Regions from separate parts of the Callithrix jacchus genome. Here region 2 is linked to region 1. Evidence: chromatin contacts called from public Hi-C data. All regions are on one chromosome and are shown on one strand. Each heading gives the region's core, a stretch centred on a gene start, on an enhancer-like site or on the middle of the called end of the contact. The rest is flanking DNA. Distances are from core to core; before and after follow the strand shown.

What was found. Hi-C and Micro-C count contacts between places; a contact is called where the count stands out from the background.
Region 2: a Hi-C map of skeletal muscle shows a contact between it and region 1, with 4 times the contacts expected there. The contact joins two enhancer-like sites. A contact is called at or near these places in 2 of 3 Hi-C or Micro-C datasets (both in skeletal muscle).

What each region holds. Positions count from the first base shown.
Region 1 is chr1:194,876,179-194,882,987 of calJac240_pri, reverse strand. It overlaps SPECC1L (sperm antigen with calponin homology and coiled-coil domains 1 like), which reads right to left. Exons shown (of 16, transcript XM_035267244.3): 5 at 6,357-6,564; 6 at 2,261-2,334; 7 at 768-943. Among named protein-coding and RNA genes, the nearest start is that of SPECC1L, 67 kb to the right of the region's middle. Within about 2 kb of position 3,162, at least 1 of the 16 cell types and tissues checked has an H3K27ac peak or open chromatin away from gene starts, as enhancers often do. A contact at or near this core is called in skeletal muscle, where this site is marked.
Region 2 is chr1:195,058,782-195,065,590 of calJac240_pri, reverse strand. UPB1 (beta-ureidopropionase 1) reads right to left here. Exons shown (of 10, transcript XM_035267335.2): 4 at 2,405-2,499. Among named protein-coding and RNA genes, the nearest start is that of UPB1, 19 kb to the right of the region's middle. Within about 2 kb of position 2,635, at least 3 of the 16 cell types and tissues checked have an H3K27ac peak or open chromatin away from gene starts, as enhancers often do. A contact at or near this core is called in skeletal muscle, where this site is marked.

The sequences.
Region 1 (6,809 bases), core at 1,913-4,412:
CAGCCTGACCAATGTGGAGAAACCCCGTCTCTGCTAAAAATACAAAATTAGCCAGGTGGAGTCTCAGTGTGGACCTCAGAGCATGTCACAAATGTCATTTCATCTGATAATTTTCATCAGTTTCCAATTATCTCTATGTTACATGGGGAAAAAACTACGGAAATTCATGTGATTATAAGATAAAACAAGTGAAAATTCCTCAAGTGAGTGATAGAAAGTCACTTTGCATTCTTTACTTGGGTCTCCAAAAATACTAGCTAAAGTATACTGATCATTGCCCTGAGTACTTGGGAGGCTCTGTCTTATTTAATCCTTATGACAACACTGTACAGCAGGTAGTATTGTGTCACTTTAAAGATGAGAAAACTGAGGCCCAGGCGTGAAGGTTCCTGACCAAGGTCACAGCTAGTAAGAAGCAGAGCTGGACACGAACCAAGACTATCTGTCTCCAGAGTCATCCTTAATCATGAGGCTACAATCTAAAGAAAATTAACAGGGCTGGAATGTGGCACCGGGGGAAAGGAGAATCACGTGAGACCATCCTGGTTCCCTCCAGAGTTGTGGATCACTGATACTGACAGAAAGATCCACACAGACAGCACTAGTTTACATGTGCCATAAAATGAGGCCTAGAAAAGCTGAGTAACTTCCATCAGATCCAAACTTAGTATCAAACTCCACATTTTTTGCATAATACCACATCAAAAATTGGAACTTAAATGTTCTCTACTAAAACATAAGTACACAACTGGTTTCTCAGAACATACTTGCGTGACTTTATTTCCTCCAATTCTTTTGTGAGTTTTTCATTTTTTTCTTGAGCCTCATGTAACCGGCGCTTTAGATCACCAATCTCCTCTTGAGCTTCAGATTTAATGTCATTTGCAATGACTACCGCAGTCTGGAGATCAGCCTGAAACTGCCGCCATTCTGCAGATTCTTCCTATATTAAAAAACTAACTTTTTATTTTTTATTTAAAAGCAATAAAATTTGTTTATGATTGGATTGCTATAATGCACTAATGCTTCCGAATAATGATTAATTTTTTTAATCCCAGAGAATTGCTATTATCTATTTCAAACAGGCAATGCAACTATTATTAGTGAATTTGTTCTTAATAAGGAAAAGATTCTCTAGCTATCTGTCTACTGAGGCATCAAGCACTCAGAGTGCTCAACAGATATTAATGATAACAATGTCAAGCCTCCCTTCATGCAAGTTTCAAAGCAAGTCTTATGGATATAAACATCATCGAGAATTTATGGAGCTTTACTTCTGAAAAGCACAAGAAGGTATAGAAATGGTATGTGAACCATACAGTGAAAAACTATAAATATCCTGACATCAAAACCTAACAGGAAAAAAAAATCAAAAGAAAAGGAAAAGGAAGAGGAAGCCAGAAGAAAAACACTAAACTCAATACAGGCAGGCAAAATTATACAAAGAATGGTGAGGAACTACATGGTCTGTTGCTTCCCACAGTCATGGAGGATGCGGGTGAGGCCGGGTGGGGAAGTCTCCCTGGGCCTCATCTCCATTAGAGCCACAGCTGGGCCATGCCTGAGCCTCACATCCTCACACCTCTAAAGCAATTTTGTAACATCATGAAAGGAGCCTAAGCAACTGTGGCATGACCCAAACCATTGAGTAGCTTTCTCCCCACCCCCTGCATCATGGCTGCATTGCTGTTGGCAAGATGGATCATATGCACAAAATGAAGAAAACGTGTATGAAAACAGACTGGTTTGGGGCATCTTATAATCAACAGCTAATAACCTTTCTTTACAAAATAGAACAGTTTTCCCCCAAATCTATCATTCTAAAATTATTACCCATAAATTTCTACAGGTCAAGTACCACTTATCCAAAAGCATTTCAGATTTAAGATGTTTTGGATTTTGGAATATTTGCACTATACTTAACAGCTAAGCATCCCAAATCTGAAAATCCGAAATCCAAAATGCTCCAATAAGCATCTCCTTTGAGCATCATGCCATCACTCAAAGAGTTGTGAATTTTGGAACATTTTAGATTTCAGAATTTCTGGTTAGGGATACTCAACCTATAGTATATTCTTCTACCCAAAATCTAGCACCAGTCTCAATTTGAAATGACAACATTTGCTTTCTGCCCAAAGCCCAATGGGGTCGGTATTATCACTGTATCTAAAGCTTAAGATGAATGATAACACAGTCAATGACTAAACCTCAAATTTCAGAAAACTTTTCTAACAAGATAATCCATGAAGATTTATCCTACCCGAAGTCTTCTGTGGAGAGTCTTTATTTCTCTTTCCATGTCATGCTTCTGGTCCTGGAGTTTTTTAACTGTATCTGAAAAGACCATAAAAGTTTAAATATTTATTCTCACTACAATTTTCAAAGGAATGATATAAAGAAAAGAGGTACTTTAAATATGACATGTGAAAAAGTTATCCTGTCCAAAGACTACAAAAAATTTTAATACAAAACTTTAATAGAAAAAATATTGAATCCAAGTAATAACCAGTATTACTTTCTTTGGAAAATAGCAAGTTAAAAATCACAATTTCTAAATCACTTCCTTCCACAATATCTTAATTCTGAAACAAAATGTAAAACCGTGAGAAATCCACTTTGTTGGTACATAAACAATCAAAACAATATTGACTGTGACTAAAATATGAACTTTTAATCATAAGTATTATTAATCTGCAGTAATTATATAAGCATATCTTTCTTTACACACTAGAATAAATTCCAGAAAAGTAGTGAATTAGTAAAATCAAAATTAGTAAAAAAAATAATACCCAGGGGAGCTGCTATTTAAATTAATCCTACAAAATATTTTTTTAAATAAATATATTTATAAAGTAATAATTATTCAAATTACTCATCTCATAATACAAATTTTCTTAAAACAGTTTCATTCACTCTAAAAACATTCGATGAGTACCAATAAGACGCAAAGTACCATTCTAGATAGAGTGAGGATACAAAAATGAAAGTGCCAGGGTCATAAAGGGAAGTCACCTTCTCTTTGGACATTCTACTCTAAAATCCACGCATAAGAGAGAAATGCCTTAGGAGGGTGCTATGCTGACAGGTGCCACTAAGTAAACCTTTCACAGCTGGTTCCTTTGACAGCTCAGGAACCAATCACTTTTTGGTTAAGGGCAAGGAAGCGTACTTACAACTAGTGGCAAATCCTTACTCTGATTCACCTACAGTCCCACCCCAGTAGATCCCTGGCTTTTCTCTGCGTTCCAACTCTGTCTTACATGGCCTTGTATCGTGTTGCCACCAACATTACCACATCTCTTTATACACCTGTCTCGACCACTAGACTAAAAACACTTCAAAGGCAGAAGAAGCCATGTGATGACCTCACACACTCAGTAGTTGAAATGTGGTAGGTCTTTAAAATGGAATAAATGTATAAATGTGCAGGCTAACGGTAGCATAATAAAAAGCAATGCTGAAACCATTACCTAGGTGTTTGGTTTTTTTTTTAAGTAAGTATCCTATTGACAGAACTTAACAATTTGTCATCAGAGACCGTGTAACTTTAGACATTAGTGTTTCTGGGTAAATAACATTTTCTCCCATTCCTTATACTTAGCAGAAGGAACTCAGGCATAGTGAATACCTGCTTACAATGGCACATGTAATCAAAAAATTCTTCCTGTAGCTAACAATTTACTGGCTTTTAATCAAGACCCTAAAGTATGAGTATACTGATGTTTTTTCTTAGATGGCTCATCATCTTCCTTATCCTTGTTCCACTAGAACCTTCTCTTCTAAAATCTTTTTGCCACTCTATATCTGATGCTGGTATATGTGTGTTCTGATATTTTTAAATGGCATGCATTCACTTTAACAATATAGAGCCTTGAATATTTATAACAATTATATGTGGAATAATAATTCTTACAATTATATAAATAATGCTGTATTTTCTAAAGCTGGATCAGAAATAAATGAGATAAAATGTTGGCAGCAGGGGCAATTCTGGTAGCCAGTGGTTAACTTGCTCCCATTCATTGCCCCGAAACTGTGTAACAAAGTCAGGTCCTGTGAAATAAAAAGGGTTCAAAATTTACTCTTTAATTCTTCAAATGTGTGATATGTACCAACTTTGTACCAAGCTTTTTTTTTAAGTGCTTAAGAAGAAAACGAAAAAGACATAATCTTCATCATCTTAGAGACAAAAAGGTTAGTCTTGTGCTAAGACAACAAAGGTAGATGACTTCATAAACAAAGGATTAAACTTTAAAGCCTGTCTCATATACAAGCTACTTCAGACTCAACCTGCAAACTAAGGGTCAAACAGGCCATCCAAACTGGTTTGGGTAAAGCAGACACCAAGCTGAGTGGGTGAGTGTATGCCCCCTCATCCTTATCTCTGGAGGCAAGGATGGCTCTGGAATCAGCAAGCGAACTTGACTCCTTGTGACCACACATATAGACAAATTCAGGGTTTTGGACATAGATGAGGAGTAAGAACAGAAGCTGAAAATTTTCTAATATTGAAAACACTAGGGTTACACCTTTCATTTACACTGTATCCATTTATATGCAAGAAATATTTCATAATCAAAACAGGTGGCCAGACATGGTGGCTTAGGCCTGTAATATCTACCAATCACTTGAGGTCAGGAGTTCGAGACAAGCCTGGCCAACATGGTGAAACCCTGTCTCTACTAAAAATAAAAAATTAGCCAGGCGTGATGGCAGGTGCCTGTAATCCTAGCTACCCAGGAGGCTCAGATGGGATAATCACTTGAACCCAGGAGGCAGAGGTTGCAGTGAGCCAAGATGGTGCTACTGTACTCCAGCCAGTGCAACAAGAGCAAAACTCCATCTCAAAAAAAAAAAAAACAACAAAAAACAGGCAAGCAAAAAATGTTAGGAGTGTAATTTCTCTTGAAATTTGCTTAAAAAAAATTGTTTTCATTTTCTGGTCACAAAGGACACATCTACTTATTGTTAAACATAATACACGCAAGACAAACGACAGTAAAGCTCACTTTTAACATTTGGCATTTTGATTCTCAGATGACATTTTAAGCTACATGGCCATCTTAGACAAATCACAAATTCTCAATTTCATTCACTTATTTTGTTCTTTTTCTCTTTATTAACCTTTTCATTCACGACCACAGAATTCACATAATCACAATTATTTAAAAGGTGTTTTTCTGTCGCCCGTCACGACATATTTATTATTGTCACCTCTTATAAATAATAAATAAATAAAATCCCTTTAAATAAAAGAGAAACCGGCAGCCAGTGGAAATACTCAGAATAAAGTGCACTAAAGGTGTCTCTAGGGAATTTGATTTAAACTTTACAATCATGCCTGTATTTTTACTCTGAAACAGAAAGTATTATTATTTTCCTGGAAACAAAGGAGTTTGTGCTTAAGTTCTTGTTGTGAATACTAGTTTACAAAACTGCCATCTAGCATGATTTGTGGTCATACAAGAAAGCAGCATTACTCTTCGAGTCTCAAGCCTCTAATGGCAGTTTCCTTCCTCTTCAGTGTTCCTACTGTGAGGGACACTGCCATCTACTGTCTTCAACTCAAAATCAACATTTGAGCTACCAAGGAGAAGAACTACTACTATGATCTTCCTATTTTTAAATTATAAATTATAACTCAATTTCTACAATGTTATTTTTATTCTAAAGATCAGGCAAAGTGCTAGTCTCAATGTCATTAGTACAATTTTGTTCTGAACAACTCTGGGCATTGTCGTACCCATTTAACAAGGAGTTCATAACCTTTGAGCCCCATTCTTGATTATGAACCCCATTATTCTCTAACAAATAAAAAACAATCCATCCTCGCTCTGGTTATATGCCCATCAATCATGCTGACATTACCAGGCCAGGTACCATGGACACAGGATCAATTTGTGACTTTTTCTTTTGTTTTGAGATGGAGTCTCACTCTGTGGCCCAGACTTGAGTGCAGTGGCACAACTAGAGCTCACTGCAGCCTCCGCCTCCTGGGTTCAAGTGATCCTCCCACCTCAGCCTCCCAAGTAGCTGGGATTACAGGCACCTGCCACCACACCCAGCTCATTTTTGTATTTTTAATAGATATGGGGTTTTACCATGTTGGCCAGGCTGGTCTCAAACTCCTGAACTCAAGTGATCTACCTGCCTCGGCCTTCCAAGGTGCTGGGATTATAGGCATCAGCCACTGGGCCCAGCCTTGTTTGGTCTTAATCTCCTGCCTCAGCCTCCCAAAATGCTAGAATTACAGGCATGAGTCAACATGTTCAGCCCTATTTTATTACTAAATGCAAATTATCCCTACATGTTTAAAAGGGGAGGACAAAAAAGAATGAAAAGTTCTTATCACTTACTCTCTAAATCAGAAATAATGAGGTTGTCATGAAGTTTCACAGCACGATGTTGTTCTACTTCATCTTCAAGTTCAAAGATGGTTTCTTTCATGTCACTTCTTTCTGTTTCTTTTTCATCCAGCTCTGATCTTAATTTTTCTAATGTCATATTCAAATCTTCAATTTGTTTCTTAGCGTCTTCTTGGAAGGCTCGGTATTCATCCTCTACCTACATAAAATTGATGATGCAGTTTTAGAAAAGTAAGAGTTGTTCTAAGGTAAGTTTCAGAATTGAGGTACACACCGTTTTGAAGAGGAGCTAAACGTGAGGTACTACAGATGAACTAGAACAACTTGTGTAATAACTGTTAAAAAGTAAGAAAAAGTACTCCATGGTAAGATTTCATATAAAACCCTTAAACATAAACTGTTGCTGTAACACTGACTGAAATTATATTGATATTATCACTGAAC
Region 2 (6,809 bases), core at 1,386-3,885, 180 kb before region 1:
GGATTGAAAGCAGGGTCTCAAAGAGATTTGCAAATCCATGTTCACTGCAGCATTACTCACAGTAGCAATCTCTTTGCTATTGTGAGTAACGCTGCAATGAGCATGGATTTACAAATGTGACGGGCACTTGGGTGAAATGTGCCATGTTTCGTTCATCCATTCACCCAAGTGCCCATCAATGGGTGAATGGATAAACGAACCGTGGCACACCCATATAATGGAGTATCATCCAGCCTTAAATGCTATGGTTCTATACTATACATGGATAAACCTTGATGATATGCTAAATGAAATAAGCCAGTCCCAAAAAGACAAATACTGTATGATTCCATTTGTGTAAGGTATCTAGAGTAGTCAAATTCACAGAAATGGAGAGTATAATATTAGTAGCATGGTAATTGCAGGGGTTGGGGGAGTGGGGAGCTATTGTTTAATGGGTATAGAGTCAGATTTGCAAGATGCAAAAGTTCTGGAGATCTGCACAACGTGAATATACTTTACACTACTGAACTTAAAATGGTTAAAATGGTACATTTTATATATATATTTTACTACTTTAAAAAAGAATAAAAGCCAGGCATGGTGGCTCAAGCCTACAATCCCAGCACTTTGGGAGGCCGAGGAGAGTGGATCACGAGGTCAAGAGATCAAGACCATCCTGGTCAACAAGGTGAAACCCTGTCTGTACTAAAAATACAAAAATTAGCTGGGCATGGTGGTGTGCACCTGTATTCCCAGCTACTCGGGAGGCTGAGGCAGGAGAATTGCTTGAACCCAGGAGGCAGAGGTTTCGGTGAGCCAAGATGGTGCCATTGCACTCCAGTCTGGGTAACAACAGCAAAACTGTCTCAAAAAAAAAAAAAATAATAAATAAATAAAAAATAAAAAGAATAATCAAACTTCTTATCTACACCAAAAATAAATCTCTTTGGCATCAAATTCCTTTTGTTCCAAGTAAGAACATCAAGCCCTGGTGACCTCAGGATGAGCAGCCCGGTAGGTCATTTGTCCTCTGCTCTTTATTTTTATTTATTTATTTGTATAAAGTTGGGGTTTCACCATGATGGCCAGGCTGGTCTTGAACTCCTGACCTCAGGTGATCCACCCACCTTGGCCTCCCAAAGTGCTAGGATTACAGGCATGAGCCACTGCACCCGGTCTTGTCCTCTGCTCTAATTAGCCATCATGATCTCTGGCCTTAACGACAGGACAGGGGAGAGGCACACTCGGAAGGCAGCACTAGGGGCCATGTTAAGAGCAGCCTTAAGTCCCTGTGGAGGTAGAGTGTCCCTAACATCAGCTCCCTTTTAAACTCTTCCTCCAGCCCTGGCTCAGGCTTATCATCTGCAAAAGTCCCCTTCCTCTTTTCTCCATAGCAAGGAACCAACAAACCGGTGAATGAGAGATTTTTTTTTTCCCTTATAGCCTGAGAACACCAGTGTTTGGAATCACAACTAAGTATTGATAAAGTCACCATGATTATATATAGGTGTGCCCCAAAAGCCCCGAAGTATATACATAAAATCTGAAAGAGAATACAAAGAAATGAAAACAGTTCTTTTGTTAGAGGTGAAAATAAGGATAAACTACCCTTCGTCACCTCATGAAATGTTACGGGCTTTCTGGTAACAGCTTTATAAGACATAATTCACACAGCATTAAGATTCACTTTAAGATCAGTCAAGTCCAGTAATGAGAAGTGGGGAAAGAGCAGAACAAGGAGTCACTCTTTTGAAGTGTGAAGTTCAGTAGTATTCAGGATATTCAGAGTTGTGCAACCATCGCCACTACCTAATTTTAGAACATTTCATCACCCTAAATGGAAACTTTGTGCCCATTAGCAATCATTCCCTTCCTTCCTCGCCCCCAGCCCCTGGCCACCACTGATCTGCTTTCTGTCTCTACGGATTTGCCTATTCTGGACAGTTCATATAAATGGGACCACACAACATGTATTATGAGGTTTTAATGAAGAAAAATCAAAAACAATTTCTACACTGATGAGACACAGGCCATGAATCGAAGCTTCTGTGGCTCAAGCTAACTGCAGTGGAGCCGGCAGAGCTCTGGTTGAGGAACTGGCCCCTCTGGTCCCTGAATGCCAGCTCTGCCACTTGCCAGCTGCAGGACTTACTACAAAAGTCACCTGCTACCATCCTCCCTGGGCTGTAGCTCCCTTGCCTAAAAAAGCTACTAATGGCCCTTCTGGAGCCTTACACTCTCCAATTTTAAGAGTATGCTAAAAAAAAAAAAAAAGGTGGCAAATAGTCTTATCTTATCTGGCAAAACAAACACCAAAGGAGTGCATTTTCCATGATGAAAGGCCATACGCAGAAGCTGTGGTCGTGCTTTGTGACTTGCACATATTTGGCAGCTGCTACCAGAGGCACAGTTAATGTCCTACCTTCTGACAGAATTTGGTGGTGGGCCCGTCTTCTGCTGACTCAGCAAATTCTGTCCAAGGAAGCTTCTCTCTCGTACAGAAGGCAAAGGGCATAGCTATAAATAGGAGAAAGGGCAGAATTATATCCAAGATGCACAGCCTCTGAGCGGGGCTCCTCAGCCCAGCAGCAGGAGGTCACTGCAAGAGAATACAGCCTCAGGAGTGCCACGGCCTGGCTTCTGGGTCCCATTCCTGGCTGTGGGCACTGGGCAGCCCCTACCTCTGGGCTTCATGGCAAACAAGAAGCTGGGCCAAATGTCTTTCCCAAAGTCTTAAAAACAATTGCAGCGCAGACATTTTCACACTGATGTTTCCAGGAACATCATTCACAATAGCCAAAAGCTGGAAACAATCCAACTGTCTTATCGACAGATAACTGACAAGTAAAACATGGTGTATACATACACAATGGAATATCACTCAGCCTTTTTAAAAAGGGAAAGAATTCTGATACATGCAGGTAAAATGTGGTGCATATAGATACAATGGAATAGTATCCAGCCCTCTTAAAAAGGGAAGAAATTCTGGTACATGCTCACATGGATGAACCTTTAGGAATATGCTAAGGGCCAGGCATGGTGGGTGGCTCATGCCTGTAATCCCAGCATTTGGGAGGCAGAAGCAGGTGGATCACAAGGTTAGGAGATCGAGACCAGGCTGGCCCACATAGTGAAACCCCATCTCTACTAAAGATACAAAAAAATTAGCCGGGGGTGGTGGCATATGCCTGTAATCTCAGCTACTCGGGAGGCTGAGGCAAGAGAATTGCTTGGACCCAGGAGGCGGAGGTTGCAGCGAGCCGAGATCGTGCCATTGCACTCCAGCCTGGGCTACAGGGCAAGACTCTGTCTCAAAAAAAAAAAAAAAAAAAAGTTAGCCAGGTGTAGTGGCAGGTGCCTGTATTCCCAGCTACTTGGGAGGCTGAGGCAGGAGAATCGCTTGAACCTGGGAGGCAGAGGTTGCAGTGAGCCAAGATCATGCCACTGCACTCTAGTCTGGGTGACAGACAAGACTCTGCCTCAAAAAAAAAAAAAAAAAAAAGTATATGCTAAGATACAAAACAAATACTGTAGGAGTCTACTCACAGGAGGTATTTAGAGTAGTCAAATTCCTAACGACAAAAAAGTAGTAGAGCTGTCAGGGGCCAGAAGAGGGGATGTACTGTTTAATGGGTGGAGGGGTCCAATTCTGAATGATGAGAAAAGTTCTAGAGCTCATGGTGATGATGGTATACAACAACATTAATGTACTTAATGCCTCAGACCATACAATTAAAAACGGTTAAAATGGTAAATATTGTTAGATATATCTATATGCCACAATTACAAAAAATGTTTTAAATAGCAAAAGTTCCCAACCAGCAGATCTCAAGCTGCTGGCCAATCTGCAGGGTGGCAGGAGCTCCATGAAGACTCCTTGGGTAAAGTATCAGAAGGACACTGGGGATGGCACTGGGACCCTCCCTCCTCCTAGTGATAGGGAGGCTTCTTCAGAAATAAGAAAAGCTACTCAGTAATGATCCCACAAAAAGTACCACTGGATGGGATGAGTATCTGCAAGGATTAATGCTACTACTCTCATAATCTCCGGCCAGGCCCTACCAGGGAGCTAATTCTGTAGGAAATTCATCCAACTCACTGGTTTTTGCTTGCCTCTTTCTTTTTTTTGAGAAGGAGTGTTGCTCTTGTCGTCCACCCTGGAGTGCAATGGCATAATCTTGGCTTATTGCAACCTCTGCCTCCTGGGTTCAAGCAATTCTCCTGCCTCAGCCTCCTAAGTAGCTGGCATTACAGGCATGTACCACCATGCCTAATTTTTGTATTTTTAGCAGTGATGGGGTTTTGCCATGTTGGCCAGGCTGGTCTCAAACTCCTGACCTTGTGATCTGCCTGCCTCGGCCTCCCAAAGTACTTTTTCTCCTTCCAAACAGTTAGGTACACACATAGTAACAGTTCAAGGATGCTGGTCATCTCTATGCACACCAGGTTCAACGCAGACCCCTATGCAGGGGAAGGAGGGGAATGTGCTGGAGTGGGCCTTGGGACCTTTGGCTATGTATGCAATGCTGCTCTGCAGCCCAGCCACACATGGATATCTGCAGTGCATGGAGTTATCTTCAGTACCTGCCAGTCTGCTTGTGTGAATGGTGCCTCACTGTGAGTAAATGTTTCCCATATGTTTGGTGAGGCTGAGCCCCTCACCACACATTCACTGGCCAGTCTGGATTCCTCCCCTACATTTTTTTTGTTCATACCCTTTGCCTATTTCCTACTGGGCTATTCATCTTTTTCTTTCTCAATGTGGAAAACTAAATTTCTTATCTGGACCAATTCCGTTAACTCTATAGATCTCCCACATCACAGTAACCCAAGTCCATTTCTTTGTTTTGTTGTTGTTGCTGCTGTTTTGAGATGGAGTTTTGCTCTTGTTGCCCAGGCTGGAGTGCAATGTCAGGATCTCAGCTCACTGCAACCACCACTTCCAGGTTCAAGTGATTCTCCTGCCTCAGCCTCCCAAGTGGCTGGGATTACAGCTGCCTGTCACCACGCCTGGTTAATTAATTTATTTTTTATTTTTAGTAGAGACAGGTTTCGCCATGTTGGTCAGGCCAGTCTCGAACTCTTGACCTCAGGTGATCCCCTGCCTCAGCCTCCCAAAGTGCTGGGATTGTAGGCATGAGCCATCATGCCCAGCCCAAGTCTATTTCTTTTAAAGGGATTAGCCTAACAGAAGTTTCCAGTTGTCTGCTATTGTTCCAGCTACTTTGAACTAACTTGAGGAGGGTTTGCAGAAAGCTGCCTGATGTGATGGGGCAGGGTTTAACTGGCCTCTGCTAGGGGCTTATGGCCTGTTTAGGAGTAACAATTATAGCCAGCATTTCCTAAATGCCAAGTACATGTGGAACACGGTGCTTGATAGAAAATAGCTCCCCCACACAGATACAGAGGGACGGGGGTCTCCGAACAAAGAGATGCCCTGTTTGCAGTGGAAAAGGTGGTTGGTTATATCTGGAGGCTGAAGGAGGTGGTGTCTGATTTGCATAGGGCCCTGGGGATTGGTTTGACCAGGTGTGTCATTCAAGTAGCCCGCAAAAAACCTGGCCCTCCCACCTTAGCCCTTTGATATGCAAATATGAGCCACCATGATGTCTTGAACATGTGTGAGTTATCTGGAGGCAGCCAGGACACTTGGCACAGGTGGTGACAAGGAGGAGAGGGCAGGAATCACCACGTTGGCCAAGTTGGGTGGACCTAGTTTCTAATCGCCTGCATGTGCATATCAAAGCTTGCTAGCCTGGGTCTTTAAGAAGCCTTTTCCGTTAGAAAAGAAATCGTTCAGGGGTTGCTTCTTTTTTTTTTTTTTTTTTTTTTGAGACAGAGTTCACTCTTGTTACCCAGGCTGGAGTGCAATGGTGTGATCTCGGCTCACCGCAACCTCCGCCTCCTGGGTTCAGGCAATTCTCCTGCCTCAGCCTCCTGAGTAGCTGGGATTACAGGCACACGCCACCATGCCCAGCTAATTTTTTGTATTTTTAGTAGAGATGGGGGTTTCACCATGTTGACCAGGATGGTCTTGATCTCTTGACCTCGTGATCCACCCAACTCAGCCTCCGAAAGTGCTGGGATTACAGGCTTGAGCCACCGCGCCCGGCCTCAGGGGTTGCTTCTTACTACAGGAAAAGGTTCCACAAGAACCTTTACCCCTTTTCTAGCTGCCTAAAAATCTTTCTTTATAACTCCTGTATTAGTAATAGCTCATTTCACATCCCTGTGAAGCAGGCATCACCCCCTTTACTTCACAGAGAAGGAAGAGAAGCCTCAGCCTTTCAGTCCCAGGAAGACTGGTCCTAAGAGTACCACAGTAAATATCCTGCCAATGGCACCACTTCTATCTTGCCAAGCAGGCGGCAGGCACTGCCAGCAACAGCCCCGGGGGCCTTGGTACCAGGCTCAAGGTTCCCCAGGCTCGCCTTCTGTGAAGAGAGATGAATTATTTTAAGGAAGCCATCAGAAAAGCTGTTGAAAACACAAATGCTCCTTAATGACCATTAATTCTCAGCTTTCAGAGCATTAGGAATGAGTCAAGTGCCCCCAGAGAATAAATGACTTCTTTTCCTGTTTACATAACCACTCTAATGTAAACACACTTTCAAAAGAAGGATGTGGAAGAGGGGGTTGGGTGAGGCTGGCTGCAAAGTCCTAACTACAGTTCTTCAAGCAGAAGGAAAGGGGTTCCACAAGCATTGACCCAACACCTGGCCCTCAGAAACTGCCAGCCTAGAGGGAAGGAGATGAATGGGAACCTGGTGTGGCCATACAACCTGGCAGGATGCAGTGGTCAGCTCTGTCTGGGGGAGTCCCCAGGG